Regions from separate parts of the Mus musculus genome. Here all the other regions are linked to region 3. A link is a contact called in public Micro-C and promoter capture Hi-C data. All regions are on one chromosome and are shown on one strand. The core of a region is the stretch at or near the end of the contact, and the rest is flanking DNA. Distances in the headings are between cores, read along the strand shown. Region 1 holds the start of Fxyd5 (FXYD domain-containing ion transport regulator 5). Region 2 holds the start of Lrfn3 (leucine rich repeat and fibronectin type III domain containing 3). Region 3 holds the start of 2200002J24Rik (RIKEN cDNA 2200002J24 gene).

What was found. Promoter capture Hi-C pulls out the DNA fragments that hold promoters and counts their contacts. Hi-C and Micro-C count contacts between places; a contact is called where the count stands out from the background.
Region 1: a contact with region 3 is called in a promoter capture Hi-C map of second pharyngeal arch cranial neural crest. The contact joins the promoter of Fxyd5 here to the promoter of 2200002J24Rik in region 3. A contact is called at or near these places in 12 of 39 promoter capture datasets (the C10 cell line, the HPC-7 cell line, cranial neural crest and 8 more), 2 of 115 datasets of contacts at active chromatin or transcription factors (large pre-B cells and pancreatic cancer cells) and 4 of 9 other capture datasets (adipose tissue, liver, macrophages and 1 more).
Region 2: a Micro-C map of embryonic stem cells shows a contact between it and region 3. The contact joins the promoter of Lrfn3 here to the promoter of 2200002J24Rik in region 3. A contact is called at or near these places in 1 of 39 promoter capture datasets (pre-B cells), 1 of 484 Hi-C or Micro-C datasets (embryonic stem cells) and 1 of 115 datasets of contacts at active chromatin or transcription factors (embryonic stem cells).

The regions. Positions count from the first base shown.
Region 1 is chr7:31,040,196-31,044,086 of GRCm38.p6, forward strand. Fxyd5 (FXYD domain-containing ion transport regulator 5) reads right to left here and starts at 2,136. Exons shown (of 9, transcript NM_008761.4): 1 at 1,895-2,136; 2 at 1,202-1,262; 3 at 1-62. The coding sequence starts at 1,262. Fxyd7 (FXYD domain-containing ion transport regulator 7) reads right to left here. Exons shown (of 6, transcript NM_022007.1): 6 at 2,320-2,709. The coding sequence ends at 2,687. All of the region lies in intron 2 of Gm38984 (a long non-coding RNA gene), which reads left to right. It overlaps Mir7050 (microRNA 7050), which reads right to left and starts at 122; the gene lies at 63-122.
Region 2 is chr7:30,360,706-30,364,802 of GRCm38.p6, forward strand. Lrfn3 (leucine rich repeat and fibronectin type III domain containing 3) reads right to left here and starts at 2,067. Exons shown (of 3, transcript NM_175478.2): 1 at 1,228-2,067; 2 at 1-109. The coding sequence starts at 93.
Region 3 is chr7:30,696,481-30,700,298 of GRCm38.p6, forward strand. It overlaps 2200002J24Rik (RIKEN cDNA 2200002J24 gene), which reads left to right and starts at 2,446. Exons shown (of 4, transcript NM_026961.2): 1 at 2,446-2,506; 2 at 3,077-3,128; 3 at 3,293-3,500; 4 at 3,766-3,818. The coding sequence starts at 3,303.

The sequences.
Region 1 (3,891 bases), core at 886-3,385, 340 kb after region 3:
ACGAGTAGTCGCAGAAGTCTGGTCCGCTGTAAAAATGGATGTGGGCTTTTTTGGTGTCTGCCCTGGGGAGATAAAGGCTGAGAGTTCAGGAGGGAGTCTCTCACCCCCTTCTCCTGTCTTCTGTCCCACCTCGCCAGACCCACTGAAGACCCAGGGGAATCAGCTTTAACTGGGTCACTCTACAGTCTTGAGTGTGACTGAAGTCTTCCTATTGCCGCAGGACCTTTGCACACCCTTGCAGGACAGCCTCATTGAGAGTGCAGGTGTTTGGGGTAAACCAGGGCCTTGGAGCACATTCCACTCCCGACCACTTCCTCCTCGCTCCGTGACCTGAGCCACTCATTTGCCTCATCTGAAAAGCACGAGCTAGTAAAGGAGCAGGGCTCTCTGCCCCATAGACAGACAGCTAAGGAGGGAACGGGCTTGCTCCTCATGCTTCATGGGCTAGACCCTGTCTCCTCCCCCCCCCCCCCGAGATGCCTAGCAGCCTTTGCAGCCAGAAGTCACCCGTGAACACCCATGCCAGGACAGACAGACCCTGCAGGCTCAGAGCCCACAATTTTTACCTGGTCCCACATCTTCTTATCGATTTCACCCCAACCCAGTCTTCTACTGACTCTCAGATTCATTGGGCTTATCAGCAGCTCCTTCTTCTTCTTGTGCCCCACCCCGCCTTGTGTGCTCACTGAACAACAGTTCTCTCCATCCACAAAATGGGCATGGCGAGGCACAGAACAGAACTAACTGCCCACCCACCTGGGCACTTTTACAAGTACTTTCCAGGCCAGAGTGAGGGTCTCTGAGCCCCAGCTTGGACCCCTTTGCCCAACTGTATTCTCAGAAAACCCATCAGTTCTGCTTTGCCTGGAGCCTGGGGTTTCCTGGCGGCCGAGTAGAAAACTGACACCAATCTCCCAGCCAAGTCAAACTCAGCAAGTTCTTCTCAGAGGTGAAAGGGAGGATGCTCAGCAGGACAGGCTCCAGTCAGACCCTCTGGATCACCCGAGCTCAAAAGTGTCCAAAGAGGGTGCTACCCAGAGCCTGCCTCGCCAATCCCACTTCCTGGTGCTCGCTCACTCGGTGGGGGTTGGCGAGGGAGTAGAGTGAGAAGATGGTACCCAGTATTTGAGCTTTGCAATCACCCATCTAGCTGCCTCCTGGAGCTGGATTGGGGCGAGGGGTGGTGGTGGTGGTGTCTTACCTCTGCTGGGCAGAATCAGGGCGACAATAGTGAGGAGACACAGGCGACTGGACAGTGACATCTGTGGGACAAGCTGAGGCAAAGGTAAGGCATAGCCCCTCCGCACCCTCCCACCCCCTCGCAGCCTCTTTGGAGCAGGCGTCTGGTCTCAAGGACCCTCTGGTATCTGCCTTTGGGGAGAGATTTTTTTTTCCGTCTCAGGCCACCATCCCCTTCTTCCAGGAGCTGATCCCCAAAGAAAGCCAGAAGCATCAGGCGAGCCTGGCTTCCTGACACCCCTGAGGCAAAGATGCCGCTCCCTCCTCCTAAAGCTGGAACTGATCCTCCCGACCCATGGTTCCTGAGTGGAGGAAGCCAGTGGCCCGCTGTGTCTGCTCCCTCGAGGGCAGGAGCCCAGAGCAGCGGGGCCAGGAGGGGAACAGGAAGGGTGACTAACGCAGGGCTGCTCTCAAAGGAAAAAGTGAGCTGGTGTCCGGCTGCCCTGCAGGCACCACCGCGCCCAGCACCCGTGATGGGCAGATCATAGAGGGACCTGTCTGCCCGCAATGGAGGCGCTCTAGGGAGACTGAGGCAGAAAAGGTGCCCACAGAGTGAATACGAGGCAGAGAGGCATCGAGATCCTTCTCTTCTCCTCCCAAGCAGCTTCCCACCTGCGTGTGTGGCCCAGAGCAATAGAGCAAAAGAGGGACTTACATCTGAGCCGGAGATCTCCAGACTGAAGTGTCAGAGTACCGCGTGGGAGCTGCCTCAGGGTGGAGGGTGTGGCCACGGGCGGGCGCGGACGCAGGCAGGCGGGGACCAGAGCGTCCCAGTCATTTCCTCTCTCGTTTCCAGGCCCCACAGGCAGGGGTGGGAGCTGGGGAGGAGGAGGATGGTGGGGGACTGAAGGCGGTGGCCTCCACTCGAGGATCTGAGGGACGCAGATGGGGGCAAGGTGCAGAGAAGGGAAGACCCTTGGGTGAGGTGTGGAAGGAAGGATGTAATGAGAGGGAGGAGACCCTGGAGGGAGGAGGAGGAGGAAGAGAAGGAGGGGGGAGTGGGGAGGGGGGAAAAGGACAATCAACTCAGCCTCCCACCCAGTCCTCTGGTGCCCACAGACGACAATACACAGACAGAACGGGGGGAAAAAACGAATGCACATTTATTAAGCTCAAGATGTGGACCCTGAGGGGAAGCTGGGAAGGTCCTGGAGAAGGAGACCAGGAGATGCAGGAGGGAGGGACACTAGGATCCCAGGGGACTGGGGATGGACTCCTGGATCCCAGGAGCTGGAGGCCTGAGTCTCTGGGTCTAGGGTACAAATAGGATCGTTGTTGCCAAGGCCTGGGGAGGGAGAGCGGGGTGCATTGGCTCCGGCCTTGGGGTGGGTCTGGCGGCTGATTGGGGGCACACTCCCTGGCGCCAGGCTGGGTCCCCACCGCCTTCTCTGGGTCCTCTGGTTCCTGCACTCTGGCCAGGGACAGCAGTGGAAATCTGCAGAGGATCCTACACACCGCCACCTCCAGGGGCTAGGAACAGAAGAGAACTCAAGTTACTGACCTAAGGAGGGAAAGAATCAGAGTCCAAGGATGGCTGCCCTTTAGCTCTTGGGGGATCCTCATGTCTTCCTGACTCCTGATATCTGGTCACTGCAGGGAAATCTTCATAGCTACTGTCTGCCCCATCTCAAGCAATGGAGAAAGGGAATCCAGCTGTGGTGGACACCCAAGGCTGACCTGAGTGTTTTGGGAGGCTTAAAGTCTCCTTGGAAGAGCCCCCACCTCATGCTATACTCCAGGCTTCTTTTCTACATATGCTCCAGACAACCTAGGCATCTAGCAGGTGTCCTCCAGGACAGGCTACCTTTGTTCTTCTGCCCAGCTAAGGCTGGACCAAACACCTCCTTCCATCCTGCTCCAGCACCACAGAGAGATACCCGTGATGTTCTTAAATCTCATTAAGAATATATGAAACATGATGTAGTTTTCTCATGAAGTCTCCCCCATTTATACTTAGTTCTTTAAGCACTACTCGTTGTCATAAGTTTATTTTTTTTCTCCCATTGAGACAGGGTTACTCTGTGTAGCCTTGGCTGTCATGGGACTCTCTGTAGACCTGCCTGCCTCTGTCTCCTACTAGGACTAAAGGCATGCACAGCTCCCACCTGGCTGTCATAAGATTTTAATGGGAAGCCACCTCAATAGTTCACACCTGTAACCCCAGCACTTGGGAGGCTGAGGCAGGAGGATGACTCTGAGTGTAAGCTTGGCCTGGGCCACACAGTGAGTTCTTGCACAGCCAGAACTACAGTAAGACACTGTAAAAGGAAGAGAGTTTTTACTCCCCAAAAGTCCTTAGAAAGGAAACAACTCTAAAATTTAAACAAGTCTCCCATGGATGCCCCTCGAAACTTTCCTCCTTCTCACTCCATCTTATCGTCTTCCTGTCTCCATGCGCTGACCCTCCCTTCTGTCTTCTGCACCAGTTTCCTCCTCCCCGCACTTCCTTCCAGACAGAACCCTTTCTTCTGCTTGTTTTTGAGACACAGTCTTGTGTGTAGGCCAGGCTGCTCTCAGATGCTCTCTATAGCTAGGACTGACCTCGAAGTCCTGGTTCTCCTGTTTCCACCTCCAGTGTGCTGAGATTATGGGCAGGCAGTTTAGGTATTTCTGAGGACTAGACCTGGGGCCTCGAGCATCCTCCCCAGCAGC
Region 2 (4,097 bases), core at 817-3,316, 340 kb before region 3:
ACGGCGGGGACAGGGGCTGGATATGGCCGGCTGGGGTGGAGATGAGGCGGGGGCCAGCGGTAGCAGGCAAAGGAGTAGTGGAAGGACGGCCATCGCGGGCAGGGGTGGCCTGTAGAGAAGAAGGAACAGTGTTGGGGCCAGAAACGGGGAGTGATGGCCATACTATGCTCAGAGAGGTGGGGGGTGGGGGTGGAGTGGGGTGTCAGAGATGTGTCATGAAGGCACAGAGAGTCAAGCATGAGCCATGATGGTCAGAAAGCTGGCTAGAAATGTGCACAGGTGGGCAGAGGCAAGGACAGATGGTCAAGGTGGAGAGAAAGTAAGCAATAGGGTCTAGACGAGCTACAGAGAAGAGGTGGGCAGTTGGCAAGGATTATCAATCAGTAAAGGTCAGGCATGACTAAGGAGGGAAACTGAGCAGAAGGGCTAGCAGGTCGCAGTGGTCCTTCTAAGTCTATCTGGACAAAGAGATACAAGAGTTTTGACCTAGTCAAAAGCCAGTAAGAAAGCCAGAGAGAGGAGAAAGGACAGATCTACCAGTCATCAGGGAACCAGAACAACTGGTCAGAGAAAAGGCTTTGGGGAGAGGTGGAGCAGCGGTAGAAAGACAGACAAGGTAGAAATGGTCAGAGCTGGCCAGGTGGGGGTAGACCGGGAGTTAGCGCAGGGTAGGAGGGAGAGAAGAGAGATGGTGGGAGGTGGACAGAGGAAACAGCAGGAGAGGAGGGCAAGGTAGGGAGGAGAAGACTGCACAGATGTTAGATTTGGGATGGTCACAGTCTCAGCCTAGAGGTCAGGAGTGGGCAAAGGTTGAGAAAGCCAGTGGATCAGGGAGACACTGGGAAGGAAGTGTCAGTGAGAGAGGCTGTGGGCAGATGTGACTGGAGAACAACAGGGCAGGGGACAGGGGTGTCAAGGCAGCTCAGAGAGCAAAGCAGAAACTGTCATTGTGAGGAGAGGTGGAGAAAGGGGTCCAGAGAGGATGCTGAGACGGCCAGAAGCTAGACTGGTGGTGACATCGAGATCTAGAATCCCATCAAGGAGGCCAGAGAGGGGCAGAGCTGGGGTCATGTGTCCAGAGAGGGTTGGTGACACACTCATGGGACAATGAAAACGGCTTAGGATGCCACAGGGCACCTGGTACTTACCTACTTCCACCTGTAGCCCAAGAAACCCCACCCCCACCCCAAGTCCCTTCCCACCACGGGTGTCTCTCAGTGGCCTTACCTGAACTGGAAGCCACCCCAGGGAGCAGTGTCCTTAGGCTCCAAGGGGGTGAGGTCAGAACTCTGGAGGAGGCATCAGGTCAAGACTCCCCTGTCCTCAGGGCCTCTGGGAAGGAACTGTCTTGCCCCAGGTCTGGTCTGTGGTTATGGAGTCTCCAAACTTGACTCTCGGGGTTCCAGACCCCTAACACTGGGCCTCGAGAGTCCAGCTTGAGAGACCAAGGCCCCAGTGGTTTTTCAGGCTCAGGCTCTCTCAGTGCCAGGCTTGAGACACCGAACAGCCAGAAGGGGAAGTTTAGGGTCTGAATCCCGAGTCCAGTTCTGGCATCCGAAACTGGGATCCTGTTCAGATACTAGGGTGCTGAGTCAAGACTTGGAGGTCTCTAGCCCCAGATTTCAGCACTTATGTCTGCAGCAAGGACTTCAGGCTCCCCCACAGAATTCCACAGTTCAGATCTTGGAATTGAAGGCCTGCATCCCAGGGTTTATTTCCCAGAATAGTGGGGTCCCAGGTATAGATTTGGGAATTCGCTCCCAGATGTCAACGTATCAGTCAGACAATTCAGAGTTCAGCTCCAATTTTGGGGGCTTGGACGCCAAATCTTGGGGTCCCAGGTCCAAATATTGGGATCCATGCTCCAAAATAATGGGGTTCGGCTTCCAAATCTTGGGGTCCCAGAGACGGATGTCGGGATTCCAGCCCCAGATATTGAGGTTCAAGGTCCGAGTCTTAGGGTTCCATGGCAGGAGCTCAAGGTGCTGATCCCAAATCAGGGTCCCACGCTTGGGGGTTTCAGAATATCTGGATCCGATCGCCGGCTGCAAGCACACCCCGATGTCAGGGTACCGGCCCAGGGTCTGGGGCAGCAATGGCGCGGCTGGGTTCGTGGCCTGCCGAGGAGACAGGCCCAGAAAGAGGGGGTCTGCTGTGGCGGGTGGGGGGCAGCCGGGCAGCTCTAGGGCCAGGGTGGGGCGAGGCCTGAGCGCGGACAGACGGACAGACAGACAGGGCCACGCGGGGACCCGGGCATCGCAACGCAGGTGGGGGCTCAGGGGGGAGGGGTCGCGCTCAGAGACCCCTCCCCCGCCGGGGCCGGGGCGGGGGCCGGGCGGGGGCCGGGCAGGCGGGCCGGGTCCGGGTGCTCCCGCGGCCTCCTCGCCGGGAACCCAGGGCCGTGCGCGTGCCCGCGCTTAAAGGCGCAGGCCCCGCGCGCGCCCGCGCTTAAAGGCGTAGGCAGCCCCCTCCTCCCTCCTCCCTCCTCTCAAAGACGCGCCCCTAGCACCACCTACCATGGAGACGCCCTGGAGCTACTGGGAATAAGAATATCCCTGAATAAAGACAGACAGACATTGAGGCAAAGACACAGAGCTAGAACCGATGAGAGATTCTAAAAGGATAGATAGTCTTAGAATAAGAGAGTGGAGTAGAAAGGGAGGTACAGAAATACATTGAAGGAAAGAAGTGAATACACAGAGACAGTGAGAGACTCAGAAATAGAGATGAGGAGCAAGGACAAGTCAGAGGCATGCTATCCATCTTCCCATCTCTCTCCTCTCTCTCCTCCACCCCTTAAGCAGCACTTGGACAACGCCAGGACTCATTCATATCCTTGTACATAGCCCCACCACGCTAGATGCCCGCGTCTCTGTCTCCTGCCCCTCTATCTCAGCACCACCTTCCCAGGAAGTCCAGAAACAGGTTTGCTCTTTTAAGCAGACAGGTTCATTTCACCGATTGGAAGGAGCAAAATTGACACTAAGACTTGTGTCTCCTGAGATTCGAGAAGGAGCTCAAGGCACTGAGCAGAGATTCTGAGGGGTGGGGGGATAGGAAATGGGGTTAGAGTCAGGAGGCTGGACAGGTTGACCCAGAGAAATGAGTCTGCTATCTTGTCTTGTCTCTCCTTACTCCCACAGAAGACCCTGGTTGGACTTGGGCTAACACACACCTCAAGGGAGGGAACAAAGAGGTAAAGGTGGGTGGTCCCACACTCTTCTACAGATAGTGTTTCAGGAGGAGGGCGTGGGTGATGGCCCACAAGCCTGGCCTAGGAACTTGAATGTGATCATTTGGGAAGCATGTTCTTCCAGAAGCCCTATTGCAAAGGAGGCCCAGTCTGTGTGACCTGAGGTGGGCATAGAGCTAAGAAACCATCTGAACAGAGGAGCAGCGTGACCTTGGAGGTGGCATGTGGATGTCCATCCACCCCAGCTGTTTCCCTTGCTCTGCCGTAGGTTTCACAATACACGTTTGGCCCCTTCCACGTATGTCTATTGAAAAATTGCCGCTAAAAGTAACTCGGCCGTGGGGCCCGCCTTTTCAGGTCATTAGCAAAGTTCATCAGGGCTCTTGGCTCAGCACAGTGGATGCTGGACACTCGGAAGCCCAGGAAAAGGCTGCAGAAGCCTCAGAGACACTGCATGGATGCTGGGATTGGGTAAGACATGGAGGTCGTCCTGAGAGTAGGAGAATTCAGTGGAACTGATCGATCTGGGGGTTGATACCAGGAAAGCGAGGCAGCGGGTTGCGGGGGAGAGAAGAGTTCGGTGGGAAAGAGAAACAATACGTAAGTGCTTTGGTGGCGATGAAGTGACTTCTCTGGCATGCTGAGGCTGAGTTCTGCTGGAGACCTTTAAGAAATCCTCAGAACACATCAGGGATGCAAAGCTACTGTTGCTGATCTGGGTACTACATTTGGAGGCTCACTGGGACAAACCGGGGACATCTGCAGTGTACACAGAACAGTCTGCCACAGCTTTGCGGACCTCTAGTGGTGCAGGGGATGCCAGGAACACATGCCAGGAGCAGGGAGACAGAGGCAAGGAGGCCGCCATTATTAGCTCGGCAGTTACTGTGGTTGTCTGGCCATC
Region 3 (3,818 bases), core at 1,196-3,695:
GGTGGTCCTACAGAACCGGAGGGGATTAGATCTACTGTTCCTAAAAGAAGGAGGATTATGTGCTGCCCTAAAAGAAGAATGCTGTTTCTACGCGGACCACACTGGCGTAGTAAGAGATAGCATGGCAAAGCTAAGAGAAAGGTTGAACCAGAGACAAAAATTGTTCAAATCAGGACAAGGGTGGTTTGAGGGACTGTTTAACAGGTCCCCATGGTTCACGACCTTAATATCCACCATTATGGGCCCCTTGATAATACTTTTATTAATCCTACTCTTCGGACCCTGTATTCTCAACCGCTTGGTCCAGTTTGTAAAAGACAGAATTTCGGTAGTGCAGGCCCTAGTTTTGACCCAACAGTATCACCAACTCAAATCAATAGATCCAGAAGAAGTGGAATCACGTGAATAAAAGATTTTATTCAGTTTCCAGAAAGAGGGGGGAATGAAAGACCCCACCATCAGGCTTAGCAAGCTAGCTGCAGTAACGCCATTTTGCAAGGCATGAAAAAGTACCAGAGCTGAGTTCTCAAAAGTTACAAGAAAGTTCAGTTAAAGATTAACAGTTAAAGATTAAGGCTGAATAATACTGGGACAGGGGCCAAATATCGGTGGTCAAGCACCTGGGCCCCGGCTCAGGGCCAAGAACAGATGGCTCTCAGACGTCAGTGTTAGCAGAACTAGCTTCACTGATTTAAAAAAATAGAGGTGCACAGTGCTCTGGCCACTCCTTGAACCTGTGTGTCTGCCAATGTTCTGACCAGGTGTGTGCCCATTGTTGAACCTTCATTAGACCCTTTCCTCGTACCCCTCCCATACCCATTTCTTAAAAATAGACATTGTTTAGAACTAAAAAGTCCCACCTCAGTTTCCCCAAATGACCGAGAAATACCCCAAGCCTTATTCGAACTAACCAACCAGCTCGCTTCTCGCTTCTGTAACCGCGCTTTTTGCTCCCCAGCCCCAGCCCTATAAAAAGGGTAAAAACTCCACACTCGGCGCGCCAGTCCTCCGATAGACTGCGTCGCCCGGGTACCCGTGTTCCCAATAAAGCCTCTTGCTGTTTGCATCCGAATCGTGGTCTCGCTGGTCCTTGAGAGGGTCTCCTCAGATTGATTGACTACCCACGTCGGGGGTCTTTCACATGTTCTGGGTTGATACACTACAGTTAACAAGAACAGTTAGATAGTATAGAACTGCAGAAGCCAAAAAGCAAGGTTAGTATGTTTAGAGACCTCCCTGGTAAGATGGGCTTTGACAGATGGTGTTGCCTGTGGTACTTCCATCATGGAGTCAGTTGGGCTAAGGTCTGGGGCCCTGTTACAGAAGTTTGGCATAACAATTCGTCTTAGATATGAATCTTGTGTACCCCGTATGGCTTGCAAACGTCATTGACAACTACAATTGCATTCCTCCTGGCAACTGGCATCATATTGTTTCTGATAAGGGTATAAAAAGACAGATTGCTTGCGATAAACTTGTTTCAACTTCAGTCTTGGTGAGACCCCTCCAACCTGGCCTGGTTTTAATTCCCACTGAGATTATCAGGAGACCTAGTAAGGGCTGAGGCTTACCTCCCCCTAGACTTGTTTACTCTTTGACTGCTGGGGAAGGGCTCTCAAGAGTCTTCCAAGTTTTGGTTCTCTCAGGCCATGTGAGCTTCTATTTGCCTCCCAAAACTCAAGAGCCCTGGTTCCTTCCAGGAGTGAATCCTTTAGTTGGGAAAAACTACTACTGTTCAGTGCCTCACAACTGGCAGAATTAACACCAGCAGGGCCAGCATCAGCTGCTCTTCACAAGGCCACAGACAGAAAGCAGAAGTTATAATTGTAAACTAAAGCTGGAGAATGACCTTCAAAGGTCCGCCTCTAGAGACTTACTTCCGCTTGCCAGGTCCCACGTCCTTCACAAAGCACCACAAAGCCGGGGACCAAGTGCTCAAAATTCGAGCTGGGGGAGGGGAGCATTTAAAATTCAAACCATAACACATTTGGCTCACAGTTAATTTTATTAGTTCATTTGATTTTTTTTTTCCTTTCTCTCATTCATGAACATTGAACTCTGGGAGAGCCAGGGTCTTGTTGGCCTGACTCACTGTGTGACCCTGTGTCCTGGTCCAGCCTGGGCGTACATCTCCGGATGTTACCATGATGTGATCAGCCACGCTGTTCTAATAGCTCATGTTCAGCCTGGGAGTGAGACCCATACACTGGACAGTGAGTTAGTTCATGTGCTGGGTGTGACGGTAACAAAAAAGGGCCATCAGCTGTAAGCCAGGCTCCGGGCTCAAAGCAGCGAACTCAAGAGCATGGAAAAAAAAAGGTGTGGCTGGATAATGCCCCTTATAGACATTGAACCAATCAGATTTAAGCACTGGAGGCACACCCACTGGACAGTGGCCAATCATAATGAAGTGGGGGGCGCTAGCGAGACCACGCCCAGTGACTCAGATTGCCAAGGCCATCTCAGGGACTGAGGAGTGAAGAGAAGACCTACAGACCTTGAGTTGGTAATGATTAGTTATGGACAATGAGGGAGGAAAGTGTGTGTGTGTGTGTGTGTGTGTGTGTGTGTGTGTGTGTGTGTGAGAGAGAGAGCGAGAGAGAGAGACAGAGAGACAGAGACAGAGACAGAGAGAGAGAGAGAGAGAATAGGATTTAAAAGAAGGAAAAGTAATTGAGAACGATAGGGAGGGGATTCTAAGGGGCCAGCAAAACTAGTCCATAGGATCATGAAGGTGTGGTGGACTCCAGATGGTGCCCTATCCCTGGCTTAGGATAGCATCATCTGTGTTTTATGCTTCATTTGGCTTGTCAGGTCCTTTATTTTTTCTTTCGATTGTAGGGATTGAGCTCAGATGCTTGCAAAGCTGTACCTCTGAGCCACACCTCCAGCCCCTCATTGGTGGATTTTAGGCAAGGGTTCTAATGGTGTTGCTCATGCCCCCAGCCCCTTCTTGCTACTGCCAGAGTCACATTCTCAGCTACTCATGAACAAATGGCTACTCATAGCCATATGTTTTACCACTGGGAGAAATTTTCAGCCTCTTTTTAATTTTAATTTCTTTTCTTTGAGGCAGGGTCTTCTTACAAAGTGGCTCAGGCTGCCCTTCAACACATTTTGTAGTCCAGGTGGGTCTTGAACTTCCAACCCTCCTTACTCATTCCGCTGAGCATATGGGATTGACAGACTACCAGGCCACTAGGCCTGCTCTGGCCCTCTTTTCTTGGGAGCTCAGGTGCCCCCCCTTTACCCTCTGTGTACAGCTTTTATTCACCCAGAACCTCCTCCTTAGGCCAAGATCCATGGGGGTTGGGACCAAAATCAAGAACCTGGAAGCCCAGATCGCATCAGTGCAACCGGCCTATCAGAGATTGCCCAGGTCAGAGACAGTCATGCTGATTGCCTTGCCTGCCCCAGCGAAGGATTACCTCTGTCTGTCCATCACAGCCTTCTGCTTCTGCATCCTGCTGGCGATTCCAGCCCTGCTGTTCTCCCTTAAGGTGGGTACCACCCAGCTTCTGGTCTTCTCCCTCAGCAGCCTCTTCATGTCCCACAGGGGCATCTCCCTCCCTTCTCACCACCTGGCTGTGTGCCCCTTCTGCTTCCCTCGACTCCTGGGTCCTCGCCTCCACTCACTCATCCTGTGTCCCTCCTGGTTACTTCTTCCTCACCCTCCAGTCCTGATATCGGATTCTCCGGGGATGCCCCTCTCTTCACCCATTTCCTTCTGGGAACCATCTTGCTTGTTTGCCTTCACCTCCACAGACCCGGGAAGCCAACTCTGTTGGAGATTGGAGGCGAGCCCAGAGGAACTCCAC